Regions from separate parts of the Mus musculus genome. Here all the other regions are linked to region 1. The links are chromatin contacts, called in public HiChIP or PLAC-seq and promoter capture Hi-C maps. All regions are on one chromosome and are shown on one strand. The core of a region is the stretch at or near the end of the contact, and the rest is flanking DNA. Distances in the headings are between cores, read along the strand shown.

Region 1 (3,045 bases), core at 226-2,725:
CTCTGCCAAAGCCTAGCTGGGATGCTTGAGCGCACACGGGGCTACAGGCAGCAGACTCCTTACCAGCCCCTCATTCAGCTTGCCCACCACCCCCACATCACAGTATTCCTCTGGGGAACCAACAGGTCTACTCAGTATCCTAGGCCATATCCCTGGCGTTCCAGCCCCGAGTGTGAGAAGCCCAGCAGCCGTCAGCAGATCTCTCCAGGCCGGCACACAGGGGCAGCAATATGTCGGTTGGTTCACTACTTCCACTTCCCCCCCATCCCAGCAGCCACCATCTTCCTTGGCCTTGGAAGTGACAACAACCCTAACTCCTCCATGTTCCCTCCTATTGCCCAGACTCCCCTGGCCCTGGCCCAGACAAGCCTTGGATCCCAGGGAATGGAACTTCCCGCAAATGCTAGAGGCCTGGCCCCTGTTTCCCAGTGTGACTCTCAGAGTCAGACCAACCTCTTGCAAAGGGTCTGCCCAGCTCAGCCTAGGCCCACCCCAGCCCCTGGTGCCCCTCCTCCTATCAACAAGGCCCACCTGGGGCAGGAGGGCGCAGAAGCAAGGGAACGGCAGAGTGTGAGAAAAGCCTTAAAAGAGGGGCAGATGATTTGGGGGTTGATACCTGCAGAGAGAGGGAGGGAGAGAGACAGAGAGAGAGAGAGAGACACACACACACAGAGAGAAAGAGAGATCTGGTGACCTGGAACAGAGGCCCTGCGGGGAATCCTGCTACAGAGAACTTGAGAGTAGTCAGTTTCCCTCTTAAAGAGGTTCTTGAAGGGTCAGAGTGCAAAGAGGGAGAATACAGATCCCAGAGTAAGGAAAAGAGGGAGTGGGTCGAGGCTTGACCAGGGTCCCAAGGAATGCTCGTGCCAAGAGAAATAGAACAGGTGGGGCTTGAAGGTGGGAGCCGGCAGGGTGCTGAGGGTTTAAGAAAAGCCTGAGAAAGTGCGGAAATACACGGCAGGGTCTGAGTTCTCTTGAGACTGGATAACAAGGGGGGGGGGAGATAGTCATACAAGGTTTGGTGTGTGGGATCTGGGATGAGTTGAGGGTCTGAATGAAGTCTGGACTAGGATTATAAATCTAGACCAATCCAGAGTTTCGGATCTTAAAAGGGTGGCTCCTACTGGTTTCAAGCGCAGGTGTAGGGTGCAAGGCCAGGCTGAGCAGTTTCAGGTCCTTGTCTGGGGATTAGCGTAGAGAGTCAAGGGTCCCAGAACGGGGCGCTGCCTCACCTAACAGAAGCAACTTCACCTCCCGCGCCGCCTTCTCGCCGTCCTCCCGCAGGTTCTTGTCGATCATTTTAGAGCGCTCGGCTGCCGCCTTGTCCTCGGCGCTCACGGTGCAGCCCATCCTGCCGTCCGCCGGCCCGGCCTGGCCCCCACACGGCCCACGGCCCGGCTCGGCCCCGCCCGACCCACTCCGCTCCCACCGCCGGCCCTCTGCGGGAAGCTCTCAGGTCCGCAGTTCCGAGCGACTGCGGGAGGCGCCTTCCCGGCCGCCGCGCACCGACGGCGGGGCGGGCCAGGGGTGGGGCCCGGGCGAACCAAGCCCGCGACTGGGCCGGGGCGGGTCTGGAGGAGGGGCCGAAGGAAATTTAGGGATGGTGATTGGTTGGAGGGCGGAGCCAAGGGAGAAGTTAGGCTCAGTCCAGCCTTAGGCGCAAGCTGAGAGCGGGGCCGCAACGAGGGAAGACACCAAGGGTAGAGCTAACACAGGCTTAGGCCTCTGGGCGGGCTGCAGGAGGAGCTAGTCTCCGATTGGATGCTGAGAGCCTGAGGCTCTGTTTCTGGACTGTAGGACTAGTTGATCTAGTAGCCCAAGGGTCAGGACTACCTGCCCTCGCCACAGGCCAAATAGAAACCAGGACTCTGAGCATTTGTGAATTATGAGAGTAAGATGGAGGAGGTGTGTCTTCTTCACTTGCTAAAACTGAGCCTATAAACTTATTTGGAGATCTACTAAACTCTGCGGAGGGTCACATGATCTCTTTCTGGACCTCGATTTTCTTTAAAGCAGCGCCCCCTCCTCTTCTGTGTAGGTTGCACCACATTAAAAACAAAAAGAGTTCACTGCCGCCTTTACACCTTTGAGTGGACTATCTTCTGTCATCTAAACGTCGTCCTTTTGCCTGATAGGTTGGGAACCTTTCTCCTGCAGGCAGCAATCCGGGGCTTCAACCAGAGACCAATGAGACTGGACTCTAGGAGAGATAGACAAGAGAGAGTTGTCATTGGACTTAAGGAAACAAACGTTGCCATGATCCTATAATCTGTTCCTTCCATCCTCTGTCAGCTTCTAGAGGCTTCTTCAGTTCCATGTCTCTTCTGGGTAGTGGCTGTGATCCTGTGGCTGTGCAAAGGTGGAAGTGGAGCTATTTCCAATCTTTGTGATCTGCTTTTTAAGAGGGGCCTATGACCCACCAACTTTGATTGGACGATTGAAGTGTGCAAGGTGTTCTGAGTGGCCCCAGACTAAAGCCAGAGAAGGACACTGCCATTAAGAGTTGGTCACAGGGCTGGAGAGATGACTCAGCGGTTAAGAGTGCCGACTGCTCTTCTGGAGATCCTGAGTTCAAATCCCAGTACCCACATGGTGGCTCACAACCATCCTTAATGAGATCTGACACCTTCTTCTGGTGTGTCTGAAGACAGCTACAGTGTACTTACATGTAATAATAAATAAATGGGGGGCGGGAGGGATGGCTCAGCGGTTAAGAGCATTGACTGCTCTTCCGCAGGTCCCGAGTTCAAATCCCAGCAACCACATGGTGGCTCACAACCATCTATAATGAGATCTGAGACCCTCTTCTGGGGTGTCTGAAGACAGCTACAGTGTACTTACATATAATAATAAATAAATGTTTAAAAAAAAAAGAGTTGGACACAGCCTCCTGTGAGAACAGCACTACCTGGACAAAGCGCGTGTTCCAGCTTCTACCCTCCAACTTGCTGGCTTGCTCTGGAGTGTCCGTGTGTCTCAATCATCAGAATGTCTTCCCTGTGGAGGTGTCATTAGCCTGTAATCATCCAGTGGTTCCCTCGGGGA
Region 2 (3,045 bases), core at 291-2,790, 1.4 Mb after region 1:
AACATTGGACCCGCTTCCCCTTTCTTCAGCGCCTAGGCAGCTGGCCTTGGCTCTACACCAAAAACTATTTCTGTCTACTTCTTGAACTTGTTTCTTCCCTCTGTTAATTAGCCTAACAGGTTTGATTGTCCTGCTAAGAGAGCAGGAGAGAGGGACTGTACCTCATCCCTAGGGCCTGAGCATGGCCAGAGGCCCAGGCTGAGAAGCAGAGGCGGCAAGCAGTCAGTGCTATGGAAGTCTTTATTCATCATATTTCCCCTCTTGACTTACTGCCCAGGTGAGGCCAGGAAGAGTCCATACAGAGTGGCTATTGCCAAGGTCAGGAGGGTCAGCAGGCTCAGTGGGGCCAGCAGCCCCTCCTGTGATGGGGCTTCTGGGACCTTCTCTGGAGGAGGACTCTTAGGTCGCCTGCTCCTGCCATTGCTGGGACTTCCATTGGCTGTGGCCAGGGGTGTAGTAGCTGTGGCAGCATGTGGCCTTAGGTTGGTTGTTCCAGTGGTAGCCGGAGTGCCGTACATGGGCTTGACGGTGCTAAAGGGCCGGGCATGTTCGTCCACCCACTGCAGTAGGGCCTGTGGCTTCCACTGACAGATGCTGAGCAGGGTTAGAACATCACCTTCAGCAGTATGTGAGTCTGTCGGTGCTTGCCAGTACAGGCGGGTGTAGATGCTGCCCAGGCTGTAGCTTTTCCTCGAACCATTCCCTGAGGGGCTGCTAGCTTGTTCCAAGGCCTTTAGGGCAGCGATGCTGTCCACACAGAAGGTACCATCTAGGGGACTGGGAGTGCTCAGCCTAGCAAGCTCTGTCTGGAGCAGAGGAAAGTCATAGCGGTCACCGTTGTGTGCCACAAGGCAGCAAGGCTGTGGCTGGCGCTGCAGGAAGGCTCGGAGCAGGATGGCCAGGTTGTCATCGAAGCGTTGACGCCCCTGTACTTCCAGCTCAGCTTTGCTCAGACCTGTGATCTCACTGGCCCCAGGGCTACAGGCTTTCCCTGGAGCAATGCACAGAGAGAGCTTGTCCACCACACGGGGCGGTCTGGGCACTGGAGGTGGATGTCCCTGAGAAATGGAAGTGTTCTCCAGAGCACGTCTGTGGACAGCCAGCAGGCACAGCTCTGTGACTTCGGGCCGAGACGAAGGCAGGCCAGTGGCTTCCAGGTCTAAGAAGATGAGGGTCTGCATGTGACCATGGGGCAGGGTCTGTGAGCCCATGCTGAACCTGGGGAGGAGATGGGGTAATGAGTAGCAGCAGGAAGGTCTCAAGTGGGCTGAGGTGGGGTGCAGAAAGGCAGCTCAGCCCTTCCCTTCAGCAGGTACTATCCAGGGCCACTAGAAGCTGGAGGGCAGGGTTGTTCTAGTGGGATGGATCCACTACTTATTTGCCTTTTGAGGGAGGCCCTTCCCCTAGTGCTGACTACCTTCAGGGTGAGGGAACCCTATTCTCTTCTGCCTTACCCCATACCCTTACTCCACACTTACCGAGAAGCAGGCAGCAAGGCACTCCGCTGGGTCTGCTGCTGGCAGCAGTGTGGCTGAGGAAGTAAAACTGCCTGGGTCCACCCATAGGCCTGCCTCCTGAACAGGGCCCGCCCTGCTGTTAGCCTGCCAGGCCTGGCCCTCGTGCTGACGCTCCTCCCTCCCTCCCCAAGCACCCCAAAGGCCTTCCTAGATCCATATCTGTGATCCTGCTGGCTGGTAAAATGGACTACTGCCCCAACACTGACAACTCAAACTGGGTTGTCTCTAGGATTCAAATGTGCCCGTGAGCCTCTGCCTTTTCTTGTCTTTCCCCCAGTCCTTGATCCAGGCCTTCCTAAAAAGGGCTGCCTCCTTGGCCACAAACGTACCCCTGCCCCCACCACGGCCCCCGCCCAAAGCTATGACTCAGGGTAATTCCCGAAGAGGGGCAGGGTTTTTCCTCAGGGCAGATCAGTTACCATGGGGGCCATCTCAACTCCAGCAGGAGTCATCTCATCAATTCTTGGTCTGCCCTGTCCCTCCCTCTCAGCCACACAAATCGGACTCAGGAAACAAAGCTTGTGTTCTCAGCAGGAAGTGCAGTTTTAATCAGTGGATATGGCAAAGACGGCGGTGGGAGCTGGCGCCACCTTGTGGCTGGATGCTCAGGCCCTCAGTTACAGTCCATCTCAGAGTCTTCCAAATCAGTCTCCGCAGCACAGAGGTCATCCAGGGCAGCCTCTGAGCCAAAAGGAAGAGGGGTCTGAGGTTAACTCGACAGCGTGGGGGCTTGGAGGCCCCCATGCTCCCTAGCGTCACAGGAACCAACCAGTCCCTTCTATGCACAGGCTTTGCTCCCTCAGCGACTGTGAGCAAAAGTGACACAAAGGCAATTCGGACAGATCTTTGTGGAAAACCATGGCTCAGCGAGGCCAATTCAATAGACACCATCAAATGGGAACCTGTCATACTCAAAGACCCAGAGCAGGAAGGTAATACCCATGTGCCAGGAATGGCTCTGGAGGCAAGGGGAGACTCATGGAAAGGAGTCTGACAGAGGCACACGAAGGCTAGGACAGTGTCGTGCTAGCTTACCTTCACAGTCAGTCACATCAGGAAGGGCTCGAATCAGCATGCTGACCCCTGGCATCACCTGGTCGTACTGATGCAGGACCTCGACACAGTGCACAGTGAAGAGCTTGTCCTTCTGAGATAGGCTATGCAGCAGCAGCACAGTGTCCCGCAGACAGCGTATCGTCTGCTTCTGCTGGTGGGTCCTTGGACCTCCTGCCCGCCGCACCGTCAGCCATTGCCTGTGCAACATCACAGTGAGCGCTCTGACTGCCTAGGGTGAGAGGGCACAGCCTGAGGTCCAGAGACTTACTCACCTCACCACTTCAAGATCAACAGGATTGCTCTTAACTAACTGAGCATCCATGATGCTGGTCTCTGGCCACTCACCTCTACATTGCAGTGACAGTCAGAACCAATGCCAGCGGGGGCAGGGCTCTGTACACTCAGCTTGGCCAAGAGCCATACTACCTGGAACAAGAAGAGATAGTACCCATCCCATGTAGAACAGACGGTT
Region 3 (3,045 bases), core at 230-2,729, 1.3 Mb after region 1:
GGCATAGAACCGTCACAGGACCAAGGGCCTCTCCTCCCATTGATGTCCGACTAGGCCATTCTCTGCTATATATGCAGCTAGAGCCATGAGTCCCACCATGTGGTTTCTTTGATTGGTGATTTAGTCCCAGGAAGCTCTGGGGAGTACTGGCTAGTTCATATAATTGTTTCTCCTATGGGGCTGCAAACCCCTTCAGCTCCTTGGGTCCTTTCTCCAGCTCCTTCATTGGGGACCCTGTGCTTCGCATCCAATAGATGGCTGTGAGCATCCACTTCTGTATTTGTCAAGCACTGGGAGAGCCTTTCAGGAGACAGCGTTATCAGGCTCCTGCCAGCAAGCTCTTGTTGGCATCCGCAATCGTGTCTGGGTTTGGTGGTTGTTTATGGGATGGATCCCCAGGTGGGGCAGTCTCTGGATGGTCATTCCTTTAGTCTCTACTCCAAACTTTGTCCCTGTAACTCATTTTTTATTGTTTTGTTTTGTTGAAACAGGGTTTCTCTGTGTAGCCCTGGCTGTCCTGGAACTCACTTTGTAGACCAGGCTGGCCTCGAACTCATGAATATATTTCTTAATGATTAATTTTTAATATTTTATGCTCTTTTACTATGCTTAACTCCCAAAGAATATTTTGCATGTTTTGAAACAATTTAGTATTCAACATTAGATATAGGATCCTCAGTTATGGATAGTATTAAATATTCATTAATGATATTTTAGGGTATGAAAGGATATGAATATAAAAGTTGAAAAAAATTTATGGATTATTTGATTCTCAAAGTACTCAACATTATTAATATGTTTGATGTATAAAATGCATTTAAATAATAAAAAATTAAGAAAAAAAGTAAACAAAAAGTTTTGAAATAATCACAAAATAGAAAAAACTTTTTTGCTTAGTTATTTTATTCCAAACAAGGAGCCCTATTCCACAAATTACCTCTACATTGTTCCTCTTTTCATACACACGTTTTTTTTCTTACGTTTTGGAGACACTGTCTTACACAACCCAGGGTAGTTTTGAACTCCTTACACAAGAGAGGAGGATGTCCTTGAACTCCTGATTCTTCTGTGTCTCCATTTCCCAAGTGCTATATATTTGGCAATATATTATTAAACGTCTTTCAAGTCAACCATTTAAGCATATTTTATTCTTTTAAACTAACTTTAGTGGACACCTTCTTGCACAGACAGGCAAGTGCTTTAGCCCTTGGGCTCAATTGTGCCTAGCCACTGCCCTCCAGGTTTCAGAGCTGCTGCTGGCGTACAATGCATCTCCCACAGTTGCATACCGCCTCCCTCAGGTGGAAGAAGGTGATGAATAGAACCTGTCTCAGATGGGACCAGATGAAGGGCCCCTCCCTCGCAGGTTGATAAATGTCCCGAAGATCCTAGAGGCACACGGACCAAATGACTACATGCGATCAATTCTTGCTAACGTACTTGCTGCCCAACAGGGGGCGACTGAGCACCAAGTCTTCCTTACAGCGCTTGCGCCTCAGACTCCGCTCTGCGCATGCGCAGCGCGGCTCTACACTGACGGAAGTTAGAAGATGGCGGCGTCCGCAGTCTGCCGAGCGGCCTGCTCCGGGACGCAAGTGCTACTTCGCACCCGCCGCTCGGTGAGGTGGCAGTGAGACGTTGGGCTGCAGGGCCCAGGGCTTTCGTACACAGATGAGGAGCAGGCTGTCTCAGCAGTGGCGGGTCGGAGTGGGGAGGTCGCGGGGGTCAGGGCCGTGGGAAGGTCATGGCGGAGGGCGGGGATGGTTATCTGCTCTGGCTTGGGTTTGAGAGCCGAGGTCCCAGAGGCTTGGCGAGCAGTTCTTGCAATGGTCGCCTTCTCCCTTTAGCCGGCCCTGCTGAGGTTACCTGCCTTGCGGGGTACCGCAACCTTCGCCCAGGCCCTCCAGAGCGTGCCGGAGACCCAGGTCAGCATCTTGGACAACGGGCTGCGTGTGGCCTCGGAGCAGTCCTCGCATGCTACCTGCACGGTAAGTGTGCGCCAGTCCTCTAGGTGAGGCCCGCCGTGTTGTCCCAGGTTGGGATGTGACCTTGGGCTCCAGTCTTACATGTTTTGGGTGGAGACTGGCTTACTGCCGGGGCTTATCCCTGTACCTGACTTCAACCCTGCCTTAACCCGGCAGCCAACATTATGGTGCTTGCCAAAGACGGGGCCGAATTCTCTCCTCCAGCTTTTCGTTCTACCTCCCCGAGAGAAGAGATTATTCTCTTGCCACGAAAAAGAATGAGATTTCACAGACTTTAGGTTATTTACAGAAAGACATCCAGGTCTGTTAGACTCACCACCTAGGCTATGTAATTTGTAGACGTAGCCAGGAATACACTTCAAGAAATGCCTCTGAAGGACGGGGAAGATGGCCCAGTGGGTAAAGAGCTTGGTACTCAAACATGGGTATCTGAATTTGGAGTCCTCAGTGTTGTGATTTAGGTCTAACACCAATACTCTGAGGGGTGGAGACTAGTGTGTCTAAGCCGGTCTTACTTTTACCTACACGAGTGGCTTACATGTGTGTATGTGCACCATGTCTGTACATAATGCCCTTGGAGGTTGGAAAAGGATATTAGAACCCCCAGAGGGCTGGTGAGATGGCTCAGTGGGTAAGAGCACCCGACTGCTCTTCCGAAGGTCCGGAGTTCAAATCCCAGCAACCACATGGTGGCTCACAACCACCCGTAATGAGATCTGATGCCCTCTTCTGGTGCGTCTGAAGACAGCTACAGTGTACTTACATATAATAAATAAATAAATAAATAAACAAATCTAAAAAAAAAAAAACAGAACTGGAGTTACAGGTGGTTGTGAGCCACCGTGAGGGTGCTGGGAATTGAACCTGGGTCCTGTGGAAGAGCGGTTCCTAACCCTACACAGTCTCACCATCCCACGTACACATACGTAAAAATAAAAATTTTTTTTCTCCTTTTTTTTTTTTTTTTTTTTCTTTTTTAAGATAGGGTTTCTCTGTGTCGTCCTGGCTGTCCTGGAGCTCACTCTGTAGAGCAGGCAGGCCTCGAACTCGGAGATCCATC
Region 4 (3,045 bases), core at 367-2,866, 1.2 Mb before region 1:
TCTCCTGGTCTCTGGCTTCTGCCTCACCTGCAACAGGTCTGTCTATACATCTGTCTGGGTTGCTGTCATTTCTGTTTTTCTCTTGCAGTGACAGATCAGATCAAGGCGGTAAATCAAGTGGAAAAAGCGTCGGGTTCAAGGGGAGAACTCTGATTGTGGGTAATCCATAAGCTTCCTCTACAGGCTCCCCGCTTGGTTCTCACTTCTGCCTTACTTCACTTTCTGATCCATCTCTCTCTTCAGCCGCTCCACAGGACAGCCATTCCTTCTGCCGCCCACCCCCCTTAGACCACAGACAGCATATGGGTATTGCTTGTTTAGATCCATCCCACACCCAGACAGAACCTTTCCCTTGGGAGCAGCACAGGGGTCCCACATTCTTGTGTAGTTTGCACAGGTACATGTGCAGTTTCCTGAAGGATGGAGGGAATCTTTGTAAACAGAGATCCACTTGCCAGGATAAAAATGTGGCCACCGCTAGATTTCTCTTACCTACCCGTTGCAACTGGTCCCAGACCAGAATGGCCTCCTCAGAAGGGGAGGTGCTCTTCAAATCTCCCTTAGGGGCTGCATACCTCCCCAGGTAATCAAGCACGGATCTTCTCAGCCAAGCCCATTTCCTGCCCTGAGGTTTGGGAGTGGGATAAGGAGAGGAGACCGACTTCGGAGGTCCCTGAAATAAAGTGATACAATTAGACCTCACATGCTTTTGCTGTCTCCGGAGCGCCGCCCCTCCCCCTTCCCCTTGGGACTGCCACTGTGGGCTCCTCCCCCACCCTGGCGGGACCAAATGGTCCCCCTGCCCTTTGTCCACTAGGCCAGATGGAGGGAAAGGGAGATTGGATTCCCCTCCCCACCCACATACATCCAGGTGCCAAGAGACTCAGCTGAGGGGGGAGGTGTAGGTCAGTGGGACCTATATGAGCCGATTACTGAAAGGGGGAGAATATCTGCTCTGAGATGGGGGAAGGGCAGGCTCAATTCCCCCCCCCCCCCACACACCCACCCACACACATATACACACACACACACAACCTATCCCTTTCCTAGTAAAGGAGTTAATGGCACTCTGACCCTAGCTCCAAAAGGAATTTGGCAGGAGATTGGAAGGATCACGGGACAGGTTGTTTAAGGGCCAAACGGCTCTCATGCCCCTCCTCCAGCTGGTCGGGTAGCCTCTCCTGGGAGGACCAGGACCAGGGTCGGACAGTGCGGACGCCGGAGGTAGCGGGTCTAGGTGGGCTGGACCCCGGAGTGAAGGATGGTGAAGAAGCAAGAGCCGGGGCAGGGCAGAGGGCTGTGGGACAGAAGCCGGGAGGCGCGGCCAGGACTGAGATGAAGGCTGCGGGGAGCTCCGCAGAAGCGCTGGGCGGGAAGGACAGGCCGGGAGAGAGCCATACAGGGAGGATCCGGGGCCCCTGGTGAGCCGCATGGGAAGGGTCCATCGCTCCCTCCCGGAAACGACGGATGCTCGGGGCGCCGGACCGCGCGGGGCGGGGCGGGGCGGGGCGGGGCGGGCGGCTGCGGCACTGGGGCTGCTGGGGCGGGCCCGCCGCGCTGTAATCGGATCCGGGGAGGGGGCGGGGCGGGGCCGGGCCAGGCGGGCCGGGGGGTGGGGGTGGGGGGGCGCGGAGCCGGGCTCCGGGCCGGCCGGGCTCCGCGCCTGTCAAACCCCTCATTGTTCGCAGCTGATGTCACTCGCAGTTGTGAGCGGCCGCCTTTCCCGGGGACAATGTGGGACTGAGCGGCCCAGCCGCTGCCGCCGCCGCAGAACAGCCCCAGCGAGGTAAGGCGCGGGCCGGGCGGGGCACCGCGGGCCATTGAAGTTTGGGGGTTCGCTGGGGGGGGGCGGGGAATCGGCTCCAGTGTGCACCCGATCGCGGTCCTGGGGGGGGGGGCGCTGCGAAGAACACGTTTTCTGTCCAATGCGGCTGAGGCCTGTACAGGTGGGGGGCGTTGGTTTTCCAGGGGAACACCCCACTACAGGGAGGGGTTTCTTGGACCTTGGGTACCAGGTTTGAAGCTCTCATCCTGTTTGCCGTTTCTGTCCTTTGAGCTCTCAGTTCTGGACCTCATGTCCCGGGTTCGGGTTCTACTTCGTCCCTGTTCTCATCTGCCACTCTCTGCAGCTCCTGGCTCTCACACACACCCCTTCCCATTCTCTGCAGTCCTTCGGGGAGCCAGACACAGACCTCCAGGCCAAGGTGGATGGAGATAGTTGGGAGCACAGTGTTCTCCCCCCTTCCTGTGGCTCTTCATCTCCAGCTCTGACCTAGCTTCTTGGCTGGGGTACTGGGGATGGAGGTGAAGGGACTCCGCCACATACTTAAACCTGGCCTTCAGGCATCCCTGGCTAGGAGAGGGAGGTGCCCACCTCCTCACACTCCTAAACCAGGCCCGCCATCTTGAGACCTGTGGCACCCAGAGCCCCGCCCCACCCCGGCACCCAAGGGAATGGTCCTCCAGGGGATGTACCTTGGTCCTTTCACACCCCTTCTCTCAGAATGTGTGGCTTTGGGTTCCCACCAAGCCAAAGACGTTACCTTCTCCCTGGACCAACAAGGCATGTGTCCCCAGGGTTCCTGTCTTCCCTATAAACACACTAAGCTTTGGTCAGGAGTTATCTCTGGCGTTCAGTGTTCAGTGGGGTCACCCTGGTGGCCTCAGGGCCAACATCTGGGAGGGTCTATTGTTTTTTCCATTTGAGAGTATTATCTTTCTAGGTCCTGGAACCCCTTCTTGTTTCAAAGCACCCCTATCCCAGCCCCCACCCCGTAGCCTTCATCAGCACGCAGGCTCAGGCTGCCCAAACACAAGGGGATTGTTCTCTTTGCATGCTCAGGGTGGGGGGCTGGGAGCGGGCGGCCCACACACCCTGGCAGGCCCAGGCTGCAGAGAGGATGGCTTGCCCCACCCTGTGTCCCCAGACAGGCTCTGTCCACCCGCCCACTCTCCTCCAGCCTCCATTCCCAGTTCCTAGCTCCTGAAGGAAAGAAAGAGCGCTAAGCTGTACAGGTGGACCCACGGGGTCTCCTGGCCTGCCCG
Region 5 (3,045 bases), core at 345-2,844, 1.2 Mb after region 1:
ATCACACCAGCTTCATCCTTTACAAAGACCAGTCAGCATAGCTCCAAAGAGCTACCACTACTTTGTGCCTGAAAGCTTCTGTAAGTGTGTGTGTGTGTGTGTGTGTGTGTGTGTGTGTGTGTGTGTGTGCACTGCCAAAAATTGGCAGAAACATTTGATAAAGCCAGGGTCTGGATATCAAGTTCTTGTCTTGGCTGAGCCTTCTGGCAGCTCCCCACATCCCACTGGGCCTACCTCCACCATGCCTAAAAATAGATTAGCGAAGTCTAGGTGTAGTCTGGCTCATCTAAGTACTCAGGCAGAGGGAGTTGGATTGCTGTTAGTTTCAGGCCAGTTGGTGCTGCTAGTGTGACCTTGTCTTTAGGGGGAAAAAGCCAGGTGTGGTGGCACCTGCCCTAAGTCCCAGCATTTGGGAGGCAAAGGCAGATGGATCATTGGATTTAAGGCCAGCCTGGTCTACATGGTTCCAGAACAGCCAAAACTACACAGTGAGACCTTGCCTTGGAACATTGTCTGATGGTGTGTATATCCTGTGCTCCTTAGATTAGTGGAGAGTATGCAAGGATCCTTTAGGCCTTCTTCACTACGACCGAGGGATGCCAAGGATTTCAAAGATGTGGATGGCTAGGCTGAATATTAAACTGAAGGTCAGGGATGCTTTTTCTTTCTTTGAGACGGATTCTTACTATGAAGCCCAGGCTGGTCTTGATCTTGGCTTTCTACAGCTCTGCCTCCTGGATGCTGGGATCATGCCACCATTCAGAACTCAAAACATGCTTTTTAAACCTCATGTGTTCAGTCCCTACCCTATCAGCCTTCTGCCCTAACCATTTTTTTTCCCCAGTGCCATTTGTGATGTTGGGGCAGGACAGGGTTGGTAACAGACAGCCTTTTAAAACAGGAGATGCATGTATACACGCAGTTTGATTCGTTATGAGTAAATATGACCTTAGGTCATAGACTTAAATCCTTTTGTAACAACAAAAATGGCAAAAGGATAGTCATTGACAAGTTGGGGCGTGGTCCAGAAGGGAGTGTTCAAATAGAACAGATGCAAGACTCAAGATAGGAAAGAAGCCAGTATATATGAAGGGAGTGTATATGTGGTGGGTAGCAAAGATGCATTCTGGACAGTACAACCTGGTTTTGTCCCTTGCCCTCCACACTTGTCCACCACCTCAGCGACAGAGTAGGGACTTTGTACTAAGGCACTGTGAGGCCTAGATGCGCTGGGGAGACCCCTCCCCAGAAAGAACTTCCAAATGTCTGATCAGGATTCCTCAAAGCAAAACACCATATCCCCGTCCCCAGGGACGCACTGGCTATAAGCATCCTTCATCAGGAGGTGGGAAGGAACGCAGCGCTTGCACCTGAGCTGGGAAAGGAGGAGGAAAGCCAGGGAGAGGGAGTTAGGACCCTAAGTCAGCTGACTGGAGTCTGAGGCCTGAAGGAACTGGAGACTCCCACCCCGCCCCGCCAAACCTCTCTCGGCCGCGAGGGGGCGCGGCGCTCCAATACTGGAGCCGACTCGCTCCTGGGGCGGGGTTCCGGCGGTCGCGCATGCGCACGCGCGGCGTGTCACGGGGCGGGGCGGGGCAAGCGCCGGGCGGCGCGGCACTCAGGGCCTGGCTTCCCGGCACCGCAACCTTCGTCGCGTACCCAGCCCCGGCGCTTCGCGGCCCGGCCCGGCCCGGCCTCATGTACCGCGCGCTGTATGCGTTCCGCTCCGCGGAGCCGAACGCCATGGCGTTCGCTGCAGGCGAGACCTTCCTGGTGCTGGAGCGCAGCAGCACGCACTGGTGGTTAGCAGCACGGGCGCGCAGTGGCGAGACCGGGTACGTGCCGCCTGCCTACCTGCATCGCCTGCAGGTGAGTGTGTCCCTCCGTCCCAGGCCTCTCGACCGAACCCCTTCACCAGCACGCAGAACCGATCCAGGAAGCTCAGTCAGATTCTTCGGGACTTCTACCAGACAAGGAGGTTGAGACTCTGACCTTAAGTCCCAAGAGCCGTAAGGACTGAGACCCCTCCGGAAGGGCCGTCAACACCCACCCGAGACTAGGCCTTTGACATTTAACCGCAGGCCCGTGAAAAGCTTAATTCTGGAACAGGGACTCTCTGTCATCGATAATCAGAGCCTCCATCTGCATTGAATTCTCGAGCTGGATCCAGAGACTTCCAGTCCATTCATTATCCAAGTCCCTTAGACCTCCAAACCCTATTCGTTCCCCTTTCCTGAATCCCTAGGATGCCCATCTCCCATCAATCTGTAGCCTCCACCTTTAACTGTAAAGATCACCGTGCCCACCACTGACTGTGCCACCTCATACACCACCTGTTTCCTCAACCACCCTCCAGGTTCTTAGTCCCCACCCCACCCACACACTTGGACCCCAGAGCCACAGGCATTCCTGTCCCTTATGCGAGTCCCAATTCCTGTAGTATCTCTGTATCCCGAACCCGCCCACCTATCAAGCTCTCCCCAAGGACAATTCCCCAACCCTTCAGGAACCAAGGCCCCTGGCCCCTGCTGATAGACAAGGTTCCCTGGCACAGCCCCCACTTCTCCCAAGCCTCCACTCCTGACTTCTCTGGTTTCCTTCCTCTGAAATCTGGGCGCTCCATCCTGGAATGGGAGCTGTCCACACTGTGAGGAAGTGAGCCTCCTTCATGGTTTCCCGTTCTGAAGATGGCCTGGTCCCCTTCCAGTGGAGCCTGCTCCAGTTCCTGTTTGCTCAAGAGTAGTCCTGCTGCAGTGTCTCCAGCTAGCCTATTCTGACTGCAGGAGGAAGGGGACCCAGGGCAGTCTGGGCTATTCCAGACTCATAGTCCCTAGCTATGGAAACATCCTGTCCCAGCCCAGTTAAGGACAGAAATACTGTGATAAATTTGGAAATGTCATCTGGTCTTGCTAAAGACGAGGGACCCTTGGTTCTAGGGTCCTCCTCACAGACTCTCAGTCTCCTCTAGAGGTGTTCAGGTGAGAAAAATCTAAACTGTGTCACACCCAGCTCAGCTTTTTGAGCACCCAGGTCTCTTTGGAGACT
Region 6 (3,045 bases), core at 246-2,745, 1.1 Mb after region 1:
GTTCCTGAGACAGCACAAGCTCCTGGCACAACAGATGAATGCAAAACAAACAATACGACAACAGCCATACGGAAACAGTCAAGGAACACACACAGCCAGAGGGCAGGCTGTCTATCAACAGCTGAACACTGAACCAGGAAGAGCCTGAACTGGGCAAACACTTTTGGGGTCGATTAACATGAAGTTGGCATTTAAACCTGAAACCTGGGCCTCTCGGTTCATGCCTGTAATCCCAGTAAGAGGAAGGTTGATGCTGAAGAATTGCCTTAATTTTGAGGCCAGCCTGGGCTACAGAGAGGGATCTGGACTCAATTAGTTAATATTTTAAAAACAAAACCACGACCCGGGGTAAGTGGGTATAGACAGAGAGGAAAAAATGTGAAAAAGAAAAACTAGACAGAACTGAACACAGAGCCATGAAGGCCTCAAGGGAAGGCGATTCCAAGAGGAACCTGTTGGTAATAGGAGTTTCTCTTGTCCACCTTTAGAAAGCAGGGATTAAAAAAATCTGTTTACTGCACTCACTGCAGAGTGTAGGTGCTTAATAAATACTTCAGTTTTAAAAACCTATGAGCTACATCTTTGCTAATGCCCAGGATGCAGGGTTACAACTCTGGCATCCTTTACAGAAAGGCCAATAGCCAAGAAGGAGGTCATCCCATGCCCATGGTTCCCATCGTGCTCCTTGCCTTTCCTGGCTGCGCTGACACTCGTTCACTCATGCAGGAGACCTTCTGAATGACACAGGCTCCAGACAAAGGAGTCTTGGATGAGCTCTATGCTCCAGACCTATCAATTTACCGAGGACCCTATACATCCCTCTGATCAGACTTCTATTGGCTTTTATCTTGTCTGTCTGTCCACTCATCTGTTCACCTGTCTAAACATTTTTTAAAAATTATTATAGTGTGTGTGGTGTGAGTGTGTGTTTGTGAGTGAGAGAGAGACAGAGACAAAGAGCCAGAGAGAAACAGAGCAACGGCTTGACCTGTTGAGCCGTCTTACTGGCCTCCTATAGAGCCATGTATTTGTCTATCGTCTGTAGTCATTCTCTCTGTTCCCTGCTGCTATCCCTTTATCCATCTTAGCGACATGTAGTTCTGTCCATCCATCTGCTAGGTTGACCAGCTTTGCAGTTTATCACAGAATGAATACTGGCCTTGACATTCCTGTATCCTAGGAAACTCCCCAGTGCGGGGCAAACCAGGACTGTCTGTCCATCCACCCTTACCCTAGGCATCCTGCAATCGATCCATTTGGCACACAGCCCATCAGTTACTTCAACTCCAGAACAGACTGGCCACCCTCCTCACTCAGGACAACGCCCCGCCTCTTCCCGCCCCTTGCCCATTCAGGAAGCCGCCCCAAGCGAATCCCGGCGCCCTAGCAACAGTCTTCCAGGCCGCCCAGTCCGCTTGCGCGGCTTCGGGTGCGAGCCAATAGCGAGGGGCCCTGGGAGCGAGGTTGGGGGGCGGGGCTGAGCGCGGCCGCAGCCATTTTGGTGGAAGAGAAACAATAGGACGGAAGCGTCGCGGGACTGGGCTGTGGCCGCAGGTAACGCCCGCCCCGCCCGGCCCGTGGCCCTGTCACCCCGGGGCTCAGGGGAAGAGGTTTTCGGTGCTGGTAGCGGCCGGGCTCCGGGATCCCTGGGAGGCTTGGGTTTGTGAAGGGGGTCCTATGGCTGTCATTGAGAAGCGGTCTCCCCCTTTTTTTGTGTAGTCATCCCTTCCCTATTTACGGGGGGCCATTGTACCTTGCAGTTACTGGGGAGAGTAGCGTTGCCCACCGAGACGGGGCAGAATCTTCCCCCCGGCATTGGAGGGTCTCCCGGAACCGGGGGAGGGGAGGGGGCGGGGGACGACGACAGTGTCTTTCTCCGGTTTTGAAGCGGTCTCCCTGGGTCTTCCGGTGGAGGACAGGATCTCTGGTCTCACAGAGGTCCCCCGGCCACGATCTCCCTGGTCTTTGAGGATGGGGTCTTTATCTTTGGATGGAAGGGTCAGCCCGGATCCTCAGGTACTGTTGTTACCTGGGCCTGCAGATGTGCAGCCATTTTGGGTGTTGAACGTCAGTTGTGCCAGTCAGCTCCTCTTTGATCCCGGAAAGGCGGGGGAGAGGGTGATCTGCGCATCCAACCTTATTGGTTTTTTTTTTTTCCCCTTCTTCTCCTTTAAGATCTTAAAATGGATCAGAAGGTGTCTTCTTTTTTCTTCTTCTTATGCTGATGCTCCTACCACGAGTGGGATTTTATTCATATTTGATAACAAGACTGCATCTATCTTCTGCATCCTTCCTAATGACTTGATTCGTTTTTAGGATTTTAATTTCTATCAAATATCAAGAAAGCTGTACTAGCGGGAAAATGGGGAAAAATGTAGGAACTGGTGAAATCTAGGGCTCTTCTTACACGCGAAAGGAAATAGAGCTAGTCATCGCATGTAAATAAACATTTTGTTAGCAGAAATGTACATAGAGCAAGAACAAAATAATTTCGAATATTTGTAAGAAAAAGTACTGAAGGGATCCAGAGGCAGTGGGAGGGGGATAAGAAGGGACCAGGGGGATGGATATGGTCAAAATACATTGTATACATGTTTGGAATTGTCAACTAATAAATATTTATGAAAATAAAAAGATCCAAAAGAAAGAAGCCCTGGCAGTTTTGAAACAGCAAATATGATGCAGACAAACATTTTGAAAAATTTAAAGGACCTTCCTTGTTGACAGCATTGTTGTTGATTTTCAGTATTTAAAATGTTTGCTGTATTTGCACTTTCCCTGGGATAACATTTTAAGAGATGGGAGATGCTTATTTACCAAGTTGTTGCCGTGGAGAGTGTAATTGTAGGGTTTTGTTTTAATTTTAGCAGCTATCCACAGATAGAAATACAAAATGAGTACTTATGTTTGGTGTGAACAGGCCATCTGACTGCCTACTAAATCTTTTTGGAGATCAAGTTGGTTAAACTATTGAGTGTAACTCAGACTGGTTTACCTGTATTCTAGTTTTCTTTTAAGAGTAGAATTCAAGTGTGTCAGTAGCAG
Region 7 (3,045 bases), core at 227-2,726, 1.0 Mb after region 1:
TGAGGGTTCCCACTCTCTTGGTGATCTAATTTCACTCGTTAATACTGAATTTAACCACTAGCCCGAGCCTCTTTACAGAATCCTGGATCAGGAGATAGATCTATTAATAGAAATCTCAAACTAATTATGTCTAAAATGTCCTTTACCATCCTCTAATCTGCTTGACCCCATCTCTTCCCCAATCTCAGTTAAAGATGATGTCTTCTCTCTAGTTGCTAAGGCCAAAAACATTAGCATTGTCCCGTAAGCCTCTCTCACAAAACTTTTTCTAAAAAAAAAATATATATTTACTCATTTTTATTTTGTGTCCTTGAGTCTTTGCCTCCATGAATGTATGTGTGCTTGGTGCCCAAAGAGGCCCAAAGAGGGCATTAGGTCTCATGGAAGTATAGTTTCAGACAGTTCTGGGCTGCTACGAGGGTGCAGGGAACAGAACCCAGGTACTCTGTAAGAGCAGCCAGTTCTCTGAGCTGCTGAGCCAGCTTCTGCAGCTTCTGCATGAGTAGTGAGCAGAATGAATTTCCGTTCACTAACAGGTCCTTCGGGTTTTCCTTTAGAAAATATTCACCATTGGATCGCACCTCGTTAACAACTCTGCTATGTGCTGGTCCAAGCCAACATTTCTACTCATGACCTTTAACTTTCTCCAGCCCCCTGGATTTCCTCTGGCTGTTTTCACCAGCAGTTACAGCGATCCTGATTTTTGTCTGTTTGTTTTAAAATCCGATCTGAGATTGTTAGTCTCCATCTAAAACCTGTCATAGAAGAGACTGATGTCCTCACAGTTCCTCCTGATGAGTAGTCTCCGTTTCTCCTGTCCTCACTGGCTGCTCCACCATCCCACCGCACCCCATTCCCACCCCTGTGGCCTGTGGTTTCTCAGATTTGACAACACAGACATCTCAGAGTTTTCAAATTTTCTTTATCTTCTGCCAGAAAGGTCCTTCATCCTTTACCGGGTATCTTTAGACAGGACTCATTTCCATGCCCTAGATCTTAATCCTTTGCCTTCCTAATGAGAGCTTCTCTTGTTTAACAAATTAGTTACAAATTATTTGTCTCCCACACTTTACTTCTTCCCGGATTTATTTTCCTATAGAGCCATTTTTACCATAGGACATATGCCATTTTTAACTTAGTCAAGGCTTATCAAAGACAGGGACCTCTATGGGGTACCTCCACTCTTCAGCACCTAAAAAAAAAAAAGTGGCTGTCACGCAAAAGGGTGTATGCGACCTCTGGGGAGTGCACAGATGCATAGGACCACAGAGGACCAGAGAAAGAAAAAAACTCAAGTCCAAGAAGACTTCCTGGAGGAGTAAGTCCCTGACAATCATTCCCAAGCCCCTCCCATACATCATTAGGGAAAGAGCCCCGCCCACTAAGGAGGAGGGCAGCCGGAAGTAGACTTCAGGGCGGAAGCCAGGCTAGTACGACTGGGCCCTCTTTCCGACCTGCCCACGGCCCCGCCCACCTGAATGTAGGTGAAAGGTCGGCGGAGCCGCTCGGGCAGCGGAGCAAGACCAAGACTGCCCGGAGCTGACAGACAGACAGACAGAAGACTGAGCATGGCAGACGAGCCGAAACCCATCAGTCCGTTTAAGAACCTCCTGGCTGGCGGCTTCGGCGGCATGTGCCTGGTGTTTGTGGGGCACCCCCTGGACACGGTCAAGGTGCGCGGAGTGTGGACGGGGGCTTGTGGAGGAATGCCCCGGGGCGGTGTGTGTGTGTGTGGGGGGGGGGGGGGGGGTTACGTGGAAAGTAGGGACCGCCGCGAGGTGCTGCCTTTCTGAACAGAAGTGGAGCCGGGCTGATGGATGCTTCCTTCCGTGGGAAGTTTACAGAGGGTTGGTATGTAGTTTACTAGGAAGCGCTGCTTTACCTAACCCGGCCAGAGGCTCTGCATTCAACTCCCTGGCACCTCAAAACAATTTTTTTTTCCTCTCGAGAATCAATACGAAATAGACAGAGGCTGTACCTCGCGCCCTAAGAGCCCTACAGCTCCTATTTCAAGGTCTTCGGATGGCAGTCTTTTTTTGAGCCCTGCGCACTTCTTTGGAGATGAGAAAGAAAAAGCTGCTGTCTGTGCCCGGTTAACCCTGATATTGTTATAAAGATTGGAACAGGTTATCTGTAGACTTGACCTCCCCCACAAATTAAGGACAAAGGTGGCAGAGATGTCCTTTGACACAGTCTCGTAAAGCCGGTGTGTCCCATAGCCTATCTCTTGTGCACTTTTCTTTGCCTGAAGAGGCACCTGGCCATTTACAGCCAGTCATTCACTGCAGGGTAAGCTGCATAGTCACCCCCATAGCAAGCAATGACCAGCCAGGCTCAGGTGTGGAAATCGAGGGGACCTTTCTCTCCTCAGCCTTTTATTCTTCCTCTTGCTGTACTCTCAGCCAGGTCTTGTGGAGACTAAAATCTATATTCGATGACTTAGCTCATAGATGAGCTCATATAAGCTCGTAGCTTATAGGTTTCTTTTTTCTTCTTCTTCTTCTTCTTCTTTTTTTATGGACATAGACCTGAAAGGAAATGACAGGTCATAGCCAGGATGAGCCTGTGAGAAGAAGACATGAGTCTTTTGTGTGTGTGGATGGCGTGTTGCTGGGGGCTGGAAGCCAGAGAAGATGTGAATCTCATAAAGGTGGTAACCTCGGTTGGGGGCTTGATAGGATGTCAGATCCAGTTTCCTCTGAAAGAGAACAGTATCCAAGGGCTCTTCCTTGGCAGGCTTGACAGCAGGCTATCTCACGGCCTCTGTTCAAAGTGAGGCTCACCACAGACAGCTCATCCCGAGGAGACTCTGTAGTGTTCATCTGTGAGAAATCAGATCCTATCAGTAGCAAAGGCTGTGCTTCTTATTCTTAGTGCTCCTAAGACAGTGGCAGGTTCAAGTAGCTCTGTCTAGCAAGGGGGAGTTTGTTTGGCCTTTATTTCTAATCTTATTCTACAGAGGCAGAAATCTTGTCCTGCACACCTGAGACTTTTAAAAAGCAATATCCTGACTCCTTATATAAGTGTACTCCTCTCTCGTCTCCT

Evidence for each region. Promoter capture Hi-C pulls out the DNA fragments that hold promoters and counts their contacts. HiChIP or PLAC-seq counts read pairs in DNA pulled down with a chosen protein or histone mark.
Region 2: an H3K27ac HiChIP or PLAC-seq map of thymic regulatory T cells shows a contact between it and region 1, with 7 times the contacts expected there. The contact joins the promoter of Trex1 here to the promoter of Gnai2 in region 1. A contact is called at or near these places in 2 of 39 promoter capture datasets (liver and pre-B cells), 2 of 484 Hi-C or Micro-C datasets (B cells and CD4 T cells), 3 of 115 datasets of contacts at active chromatin or transcription factors (bone marrow-derived dendritic cells, kidney and thymic regulatory T cells) and 2 of 9 other capture datasets (adipose tissue and liver).
Region 3: an H3K27ac HiChIP or PLAC-seq map of bone marrow-derived dendritic cells shows a contact between it and region 1, with 3 times the contacts expected there. The contact joins the promoter of Uqcrc1 here to the promoter of Gnai2 in region 1. A contact is called at or near these places in 1 of 39 promoter capture datasets (embryonic stem cells), 1 of 484 Hi-C or Micro-C datasets (B cells), 1 of 115 datasets of contacts at active chromatin or transcription factors (bone marrow-derived dendritic cells) and 1 of 9 other capture datasets (liver).
Region 4: an RNA polymerase II HiChIP or PLAC-seq map of embryonic stem cells shows a contact between it and region 1, with 7 read pairs. The contact joins the promoter of Pcbp4 here to the promoter of Gnai2 in region 1. A contact is called at or near these places in 1 of 484 Hi-C or Micro-C datasets (embryonic stem cells) and 3 of 115 datasets of contacts at active chromatin or transcription factors (embryonic stem cells and extraembryonic endoderm stem cells).
Region 5: a contact with region 1 is called in a promoter capture Hi-C map of liver, with 7 times the contacts expected there. The contact joins the promoter of Nckipsd here to the promoter of Gnai2 in region 1. A contact is called at or near these places in 2 of 39 promoter capture datasets (liver and pre-B cells).
Region 6: an H3K27ac HiChIP or PLAC-seq map of double positive thymocytes shows a contact between it and region 1, with 4 times the contacts expected there. The contact joins the promoter of Ip6k2 here to the promoter of Gnai2 in region 1. A contact is called at or near these places in 2 of 39 promoter capture datasets (liver and pre-B cells) and 2 of 115 datasets of contacts at active chromatin or transcription factors (bone marrow-derived dendritic cells and double positive thymocytes).
Region 7: a contact with region 1 is called in an H3K4me3 HiChIP or PLAC-seq map of bone marrow-derived macrophages, with 4 times the contacts expected there. The contact joins the promoter of Slc25a20 here to the promoter of Gnai2 in region 1. A contact is called at or near these places in 1 of 39 promoter capture datasets (liver) and 1 of 115 datasets of contacts at active chromatin or transcription factors (bone marrow-derived macrophages).

Annotation. Positions count from the first base shown.
Region 1 is chr9:107,633,868-107,636,912 of GRCm38.p6, forward strand. Gnai2 (guanine nucleotide binding protein (G protein), alpha inhibiting 2) reads right to left here and starts at 1,476. Exons shown (of 9, transcript NM_008138.5): 1 at 1,233-1,476. The coding sequence starts at 1,350.
Region 2 is chr9:109,057,711-109,060,755 of GRCm38.p6, forward strand. Trex1 (three prime repair exonuclease 1) reads right to left here and starts at 1,541. Exons shown (of 2, transcript NM_001012236.1): 1 at 1,479-1,541; 2 at 222-1,218. The coding sequence starts at 1,211. The coding sequence ends at 267. Atrip (ATR interacting protein) reads right to left here. Exons shown (of 13, transcript NM_172774.3): 11 at 2,919-2,999; 12 at 2,553-2,802; 13 at 2,037-2,198. The coding sequence ends at 2,131. Atrip-trex1 (Atrip-Trex1 readthrough) reads right to left here. Exons shown (of 14, transcript NR_153412.1): 11 at 2,919-2,999; 12 at 2,553-2,802; 13 at 1,479-2,198; 14 at 223-1,218. It overlaps Shisa5 (shisa family member 5), which reads left to right. Exons shown (of 6, transcript NM_025858.3): 6 at 1-82.
Region 3 is chr9:108,935,169-108,938,213 of GRCm38.p6, forward strand. It overlaps Uqcrc1 (ubiquinol-cytochrome c reductase core protein 1), which reads left to right and starts at 1,480. Exons shown (of 13, transcript NM_025407.2): 1 at 1,480-1,619; 2 at 1,848-1,988. The coding sequence starts at 1,551.
Region 4 is chr9:106,452,222-106,455,266 of GRCm38.p6, forward strand. Pcbp4 (poly(rC) binding protein 4) reads left to right here and starts at 1,617. Exons shown (of 13, transcript NM_021567.5): 1 at 1,617-1,786. It overlaps Abhd14b (abhydrolase domain containing 14b), which reads left to right. Exons shown (of 4, transcript NM_029631.3): 4 at 1-697.
Region 5 is chr9:108,806,786-108,809,830 of GRCm38.p6, forward strand. Nckipsd (NCK interacting protein with SH3 domain) reads left to right here and starts at 1,595. Exons shown (of 13, transcript NM_030729.4): 1 at 1,595-1,869. The coding sequence starts at 1,699.
Region 6 is chr9:108,782,317-108,785,361 of GRCm38.p6, forward strand. Ip6k2 (inositol hexaphosphate kinase 2) reads left to right here and starts at 1,496. Exons shown (of 6, transcript NM_001379600.1): 1 at 1,496-1,554.
Region 7 is chr9:108,660,660-108,663,704 of GRCm38.p6, forward strand. Slc25a20 (solute carrier family 25 (mitochondrial carnitine/acylcarnitine translocase), member 20) reads left to right here and starts at 1,477. Exons shown (of 9, transcript NM_020520.5): 1 at 1,477-1,673. The coding sequence starts at 1,569.